Regions from separate parts of the Capsicum annuum genome. Here region 2 is linked to region 1. The links are chromatin contacts, called in public Hi-C maps. All regions are on one chromosome and are shown on one strand. Each heading gives the region's core, a stretch centred on a gene start, on an enhancer-like site or on the middle of the called end of the contact. The rest is flanking DNA. Distances are from core to core; before and after follow the strand shown.

Region 1 (3,784 bases), core at 948-3,447:
AGAATCTACGAGATTCAAATTATGATAGACGATTGAGTTCTCTTTATAGAGAATCATCTTTTTGCTTTCTTCTTTTGTACGGGCTTGTTTCTACCCACATCAATTAAATTTTATTTTATCAAAATGTTAAAAGAGGTACCCCTAGAAACAGATTCTCATTACTCGGATATCTTTCTACCTGGTCGTGAATAGGGGTCTGCGAATGCAAGTAAGCTGAAACCATGGGCCAATACCCTTGGCATGTAATTTATCTACTGTATTCATTTTTATTGTTTATTGTTTTTTTTTTTTTTCTCCGTTCAGGTTCTACCGGAGCTCTAATGGGTGTAGTTTTGTATTTGTGAATTGTAAAAGGTGTATTTATATGGTATATATACTGTACCAATGTGGTATAAAAGTGTATCAATATGGTATCAATGTGTATCAATGTAGTATAAAAGTGTATTAATGTGGTATAAAAGAGTATCAATTGAATATAGGGACTGCATTGCTTGCATAGAATTTCCTTTAACTTTTTAAAAAGTGTATCAATGTGGTATAAAAGTGTATCAATTGAGTGTAGAGACTGCATGTGCCCAATTGGATCAAATGACTAAAAAAGAAAATTACTTTAGCTGACTGGCTACAGTATGTCCAACTTTTCAATTATGGACCATTTTTTTAAAGTGGTCATGTCATGTCCTTTTCCCTAGTAAAATATCTTATGTTTGTGGTTTTGTGTGATTTTTCCTTAAATAAAGGCGAAAAGATAAGCCGTTCCGTAATATTTCTACTTGTTATTAACCAATGAGTTGGGCTTCAATAATGTATGGTACGTCCATGGTGGGCTTGGCCCATTTTTTGTAGATCAAAGAATACTTGGGTCCAATTGACAATAACCACTTTCAGACAAACTCAACCACCATTCCAAAACTACTACTGTATTCAAACTTTAATAATTTTTAATGAAAAAAATAAAATTTTAATAAAATAACCTTAGCTAAAACATGAATTTCAGTATAATATGTTGTGTATTATAATAATTTGAATTTGAATTTATGTTACCTTAGCTAAATTTGAATAATAATCACAGTTGTAAAAGTTCGAATTTCGTTACATCATATTAGAATTTTACTAGAGTTTCATAGTAGTGAGTTTCAAATTTTAACATGCTGTGTCTGAATTTTCAGTGTCTTAACTAAGAATATTTATGCATTTTTTATTGGAGTGGAATCATCAAAGGCAATTCAAATATTTTTATTGGAAGTTAATGTTTAGACGATAACATTGACAACGACACGAAAACATACGCAATATATTCTCACAAAGTGGATCTGAGGAGGATAGAGTGCGCGTAGTCTGTGCCACTACCTCATAGTTAAGGTAGAGGTTGTTTCTGATAGACCCCAACTCAAGAAAAAACAATCTCAAAAAAACATAGTGAAAAAATAAGTAATAACAAACAACGGATAGTAACACAAAATAATATTATAATCAATCTATTCGAGAAAAAAAAAAAAAAAAAGATAACTATGAATATGAATAGACAAATGGAAACGGCTCAATTTTAGTTTTCAGTCAATAATTGTGACTGGAAGTTAGGTTTCCATTTACTTTTATTTTCATTAAAAAAAAAAAGTCCCATCGAATTGGAACTTTACAGATAATTTATTTGGCTTATTGTCGTTAATATGCTAACTACAGAAACTTTGGACTAAATAAGCAATCAATAAGTACTGTACTTGTTTTTCATCCTCTTTTTTAGTTTTCAAGCACAATAAGATTTTTTTTTTTTTTTGACATTTCTTAGAAGTAATTGAGTAAACGATTGAGAGTAATTTTAGGAGCGAAATAATTGATTAGACAAAAGTTAGCGCTATTTCCTTTTCACCTCGTCCTTACAAAAATATAAAGCGAATGTGTACAAAAAGATAATGACTTGATTGATATACGTACATATATTTATCAATTTATATGTCTAATACGATATATATATGTAGACCTTTACTGTCATTTTAAAATTTTTTATTTGGTACAAGATATTTCTATAAGAAAATCTGACTAAATTTGATTCGCATAGGAGTTACATGACTCATTTTGTAGGAACAAGACTCATCACAACACAATTTTTTTCAATACTATTATTTTGACGACGACAGTGATATCAAATTATTCAATTCAATACTTAGTAAAGTAGGCTAAACTACTTGCCTAGGTAGGGTGAATATTTTCATGTGCAGCCAACTTTACCCTATAAAATTTGACACGAAATCACATATAGTATATAGTAGGTAGCCGCTAAAATAAAACAGATTTAATAGACTAATTTCAAACAAATTTTTAAAGAAATGCTTTGTAGATATAGAGAAGATTTTTCACAGGAGGAGCAGCTTTATATACAGAAATGTGAAAACAAATTGGGAAATCCACGATTTTAGTCCTTTAATCGATAAAATTTTACTAAATTAAGAACATTTAATCCTTGAAAAATGTTTTTTAAGAAAAATAAATGAGTGTTTTACTTTTTTTATTCAGTACGTAAGCAAAAAGTATTACTATTTTAAAAGCATTTATTTTTATTCAATTTAGATAAATATTATACTAGAAGTGAGGGTAAAGAGGAGGTATGTTGAAGTTGAAGAGTGAAAATGACATAATCAATGTGAAATGTCACTTGAGGAATGTGCTTTTCAAGTTTCAAAAGAAAAATAATTTTCCTTATTTTTATAGAATGAATGACATAATTAATGTATTGTTATTGGTTCTAAGCCGGAGGTATGTCGGAAACAACCTCTCTATTTTACCTAGTGGTATGATCTGCGTACATTCTATCTTCCCTATAACTCATTAGGTGAGAATACACTAAATATGTTGTTGAATGACATAATTAATGTGAAATGTCACTTGTGAACTTATTTTTCAAATTTCATTAAAAAGTTAATATTTTTATTTTTATAAAAAAAATTATAAATTTATTTTTATAAATAAAATATTTTCCAAAAATACTAATAAAAAAAAAAAACATTTGTGGAAAGTAATTTTTAATCCATCATATAGGTTCTAGCCTTCGTAGGCTACCCCAATCATTATGCATTTGCATGTAAGAAAATAAGGTAGTTGTTACTACTTTATTCGGTTGATTCTGTGTTTTTCTTTTTCTAAAGTACAGCAATATATTCTGAATACTAGTATATAATTTATGATATGCTACACAATGAAGATATGGTAATAATTAATTATGTAGACACATTAAAACAAATATCATAATATGTTAACCAATTGACAGATATCAATTCAGCAAACATACCAACATAAGTTGTGGCGGAGTAGATGAGGTTGTTCCACTCTTAATTAGAAGTCGAGGATTTGATCTTGGGTACAGAAAAAACTCTGTTAGGAGCATTGTCACCTTAATGAGCCCTGCAACGCACGATCCAAATTAGTTACGACTTTAATGTGGGCATCAAACACCGGATGGAAAACCAAAAAACAAAAATTCAGAAAACATGTTTAGAGACTTGTCTCTATCATTGGACAATATATAATAGCATTGATCTATTGGATATTGCACATCAAAACTTTACAAGCTGGCATCAACAAAATCAATAGTCAGTAACAATAATATTTATAATCTTCGAATCTATAGTTCATTGTTAGCAAAGGATATCATATTAATACTGAACGGAAATAAAATAGAAAAAAAAATATCACAAACATTATTGTGCCCCGATTAATTACTATCCTGAAAGCGAGTGTGATTCAATTGGGATATAAATTGTAGGCATAATACATAAATATGATTCTA
Region 2 (3,784 bases), core at 649-3,148, 41 kb before region 1:
TTAGATGTTATATGTGCCAGCAGAATTTTGAGTCAAAGAAACACCTGTTCCTTCATTGTAGAGTGGCTTCAGACATATATGAATGTGTTCTCTATCTCTGGGCTTAGCTGGGGAATACTAAATAAGCATTTGAACGATGGTGTAATCGGGGAGTTGGTAAGTCCATCAAACAAGTATGGAGGATGATCCCTGCAAATATCTTTTGGTGTGTCTGGACAGAAAGGATCAGAAGATGTTTTGATGGTTCATCAACTCCAATTCATTTCTTTAAGGCTGGATGTTTAGTATATTTATATAGATGGCATAATGCCTCACCTATAACTCCTTTATACTTTGTTAGCTCTGTAGTCCTAACATAGTCTCCCATGTAAAGCAGCTAACTAAGTTTTTTGTGCTTACCAAGTTTTGTATTTTATGCATCTATTGACGCCAGTCATGGAATTTAGCATTACTCATTAAAAAAAAAAAAAGTTGCAACTGAACCTTCAAATAAACAAGAAAAAGGCTAATAAAGAGACTATATAGAAATATATGATTGACGACCTATAGCACGTGGAAGTAGAACACTTACCATCTTGAGGCATTAGTGGATAATCTGAAGCACTAAGATTGATAAACCAGTCCCACTTTGAACTTTCCTTCAGCAGAATGGATATAGCTTGAAGGGTACAAGCAAACATCGTAGGGCCCTTATAAGTCACTAAATTTGACTGTGACATTACTCGAACATTCTCTACTTTGCGGAACGTGGGATCATTCTTCACCGACATTGTTAAGTTCAGCCTTTCTTTAGGTGGAGCCTCAAGATCCATATGTAGAATATACTGATTCCTCGGGTGATAAACCGCTTGCAAAGTCCTCATCATTCTATGACTATCCCCCTTTGTGCCTGATATAAGATAAGCAAACCTAGGTGGTTCATTTTTCGAAAATCCATTCGATTGAAACGACTTGAAATCAGATTCCACAAAATACCCATCCGACTCTACAGGCCTAGCAAAAGAAACCATATCCAACTGCACTTGATCTCTTCCATAAGATGATGAATATAACCCAAAAATTGTTGCTGTAAACAGAGTAATAGACACAAGCAAGCTCACAAAAAATGGTATTTTCCAATGTCTATCACCATATACTCTTCCTGAATAAGAACTGGCATGTTTCCTCATTCTTTGTCTAGTATAATTTTACAGCAAAAAGTTTCCAAGACTCAGGCTTTTCGCCTTAATCTTGTCGAAAGGTAAAGAAAAGGATTGAGCTTTACCATCAAAGTGACAAAAGATGATATGGGCTATCACCAAGAATGAGCAAGCTCAAAAGCTTCCAAATTTCCACCGACGAAAAAGTAAAATTATTGGTTTGCGGGGTTTTACCATCCAAAGAAACTAACTATTACAAAGTAAACTAACCAATAAAAGCAATGTTGAAAATGGCAAAAAAAAGTGACAACAACAATGTACTACTAAACTGTTATGCAGTACAGAAAAGGGGAAACAAACAAATACAAAAAAGCAGATTAAATTCAAACAAACTAATCAAGATTTCCCACAAATAATAAATAGCTTAACCCCTTTTCCTTAAACCTTAGATCTAATGACCTTAGTTCAAGAAAAGGTTTCAAGAACTTAAATCAAATAATTAGTGATCTAACCCAAATGAGTTTAATTCAAGAACTGATCTTTAGCATAAAAAAAATGAACTGGGTATTAAAAAATGGATTTTAAAAGTTCAAAGAAGCAGTATTTTAGCTGAAATAAAGATTAGAGGAAGGTGGTGCTGAAGGGCAAGAGAGGGAGAGGTGACAGTAAAGATTGCTTAAAGTGTAGGTAATGACCTAATTTATATGATTATACACTTGATTATTGCTGTATTATATGTATAATGGGTATTCATTAGACTGTTAATTTGGAGTTAAACAAGGAGACAGTGTTATTAATATACTACTGCTAGTACTAGTAAGACAAAGCAAAAGGTTAATTAAATTAGTTGTTGGGGGTAACAAGAAAGTGAGGTTTTAAATTTCTTCACTTGTACATTTAATTAGATAATTTATCTATTTTTTTACTGATATATCATTAAATTTATCATATTTAAAAGAAGATATAGTAAAATATTTCTATTATTTAGGAGTTGTTTAATAGGAGGGATAATGAAAAATTAATTTTGAAATTAATTTTAGGATGAATTTATCTCATGTTTGATTGAGATAAAATTTATGGGATAACTCATTTTGGAATTAGTTATACGGCGCATTAAAGTGTTATTTTTATCTTTCTTAAGTGTAGAATAACTAATTCTAGGATATATAGATAATCTCGAGATTAATAATCTCGGAATTAACTTTTTTTTTCCAACTAAACAACCCCTTATTGTTTCTTAAAGTATGTCGGCTTATTCTTCAACAGGCACGCGGAGCTTACATTTTCATGTTCTATTTCACTCTCGAGGGTCAAGTATTGTTGGATGAAGGGAGTAATTTTTATGTGGTGAGTTGTGATGCATTAAACTCTATTTAACTTTTTTTAGTGGTTTAAAGTTTCTTCAATTGCACTCTTCATTTTTATTTATTTGTCATATTTTTAAATTGCATCAATTAATTCTATGGATTTTTTTTTTCACTATATTAATATTTCTCTCTATGTATTACTAAAGATAAAAATGAAAACAAATACAACTAATAATTATATTTGGATTTTATAAAATGACAAATACTCCTATTAAGTAGTATCTAATTTTAGTAATAACAACAACTAATTAGGAATGTTGCGAGTACAAATGGAAAAGTTTAGGGGTTTTGTTGTGTGCTAGTTTTTATATGGTGAATTGTGACGTGTTGATTTTTATTTCTCTAGATATTAAGTGTCTGTTTGAATTGGATTAAAATTTGATCAAATTAGATTTTAATTCTGTTTGGATTGGATTAAAATTTGATCAAATTAGATTTTAATTTTTTTTATTTATTTTTTAAGTGTTTGGTAAAATTAAAAAATACCTAAAAAAGAAAATAAAAACTGATTAAAAAAGGCAATAAGTGAGAAGTTGAGTACTCTAATTTTTTATTTTTTAAATTAAAATTCTTTTAGATTTGACCATCACATTTACTTTTTTATCCCTTATATTTTTTCCTCTAATTCGAATAACACCCTGAATTTGTAGCCCTTAAATATATGATTTTTCTTTCTTTTTCTCTTTGCTGCTTCTTTTCGTCTCTTTCCCCAATTTTCTCTCTTTCTCCTTTGTTTTCAACGAATCATCATACATTGAAGGTTTGCTCAAAATAAATTATTTTAAAATTAAAAATTATAAATAATTCACTTTATTTTGGTATTAACCATTTTGAAGGACATTTAAGTCATTTTGACAATAAAAAAGTACTTAACAACACTTATTTATCAAACACATTAATAATTTTTTTTCAGTTTCAACTCTTCTATCCAAACATTTATCTGCTTAATTTATAAGCACTTATTTTAAGCTTTTAATCACTTAAACTAAAAAACTATTTTTAATCCTATCCAAACGGGCTCTAAAGGTACTTTTGACTTATTTTTGTACTTTTTGGGGTTTAAAGGTGAGTGCTTAAAAATAGTTTTTAATTTTGCCAAACATAACTAAAATTAAAAAAAAAAAAATAGAAACCAAAAATACTTAAAAATAAGTCAATCCAAACACCTTGGACATGCAAAAATTTGAAGTTTTTGATTTTGAATGTTAACTTTTACGTTGTAAATTGTGACGTGTTGAACTCTATTTTTCTACAAGTTACGGGTTTCGTTACTTGTAC

The links. A called contact is a pair of places that touch in the nucleus more often than the background predicts.
Region 2: a Hi-C map of bud shows a contact between it and region 1, with 2.9 times the contacts expected there. The contact joins the promoter of LOC107855023 here to the enhancer-like site in region 1. A contact is called at or near these places in 2 of 5 Hi-C or Micro-C datasets (bud and placenta).

Annotation. Positions count from the first base shown.
Region 1 is chr7:202,775,849-202,779,632 of UCD10Xv1.1, reverse strand. No RefSeq gene overlaps it. Among protein-coding and RNA genes, the nearest start is that of LOC107855035, 24 kb to the right of the region's middle. Within about 2 kb of position 2,197, at least 3 of the 5 cell types and tissues checked have an H3K27ac peak or open chromatin away from gene starts, as enhancers often do.
Region 2 is chr7:202,816,208-202,819,991 of UCD10Xv1.1, reverse strand. LOC107855023 (beta-glucuronosyltransferase GlcAT14A) reads right to left here and starts at 1,898. Exons shown (of 4, transcript XM_016699995.2): 1 at 572-1,898. The coding sequence starts at 1,169.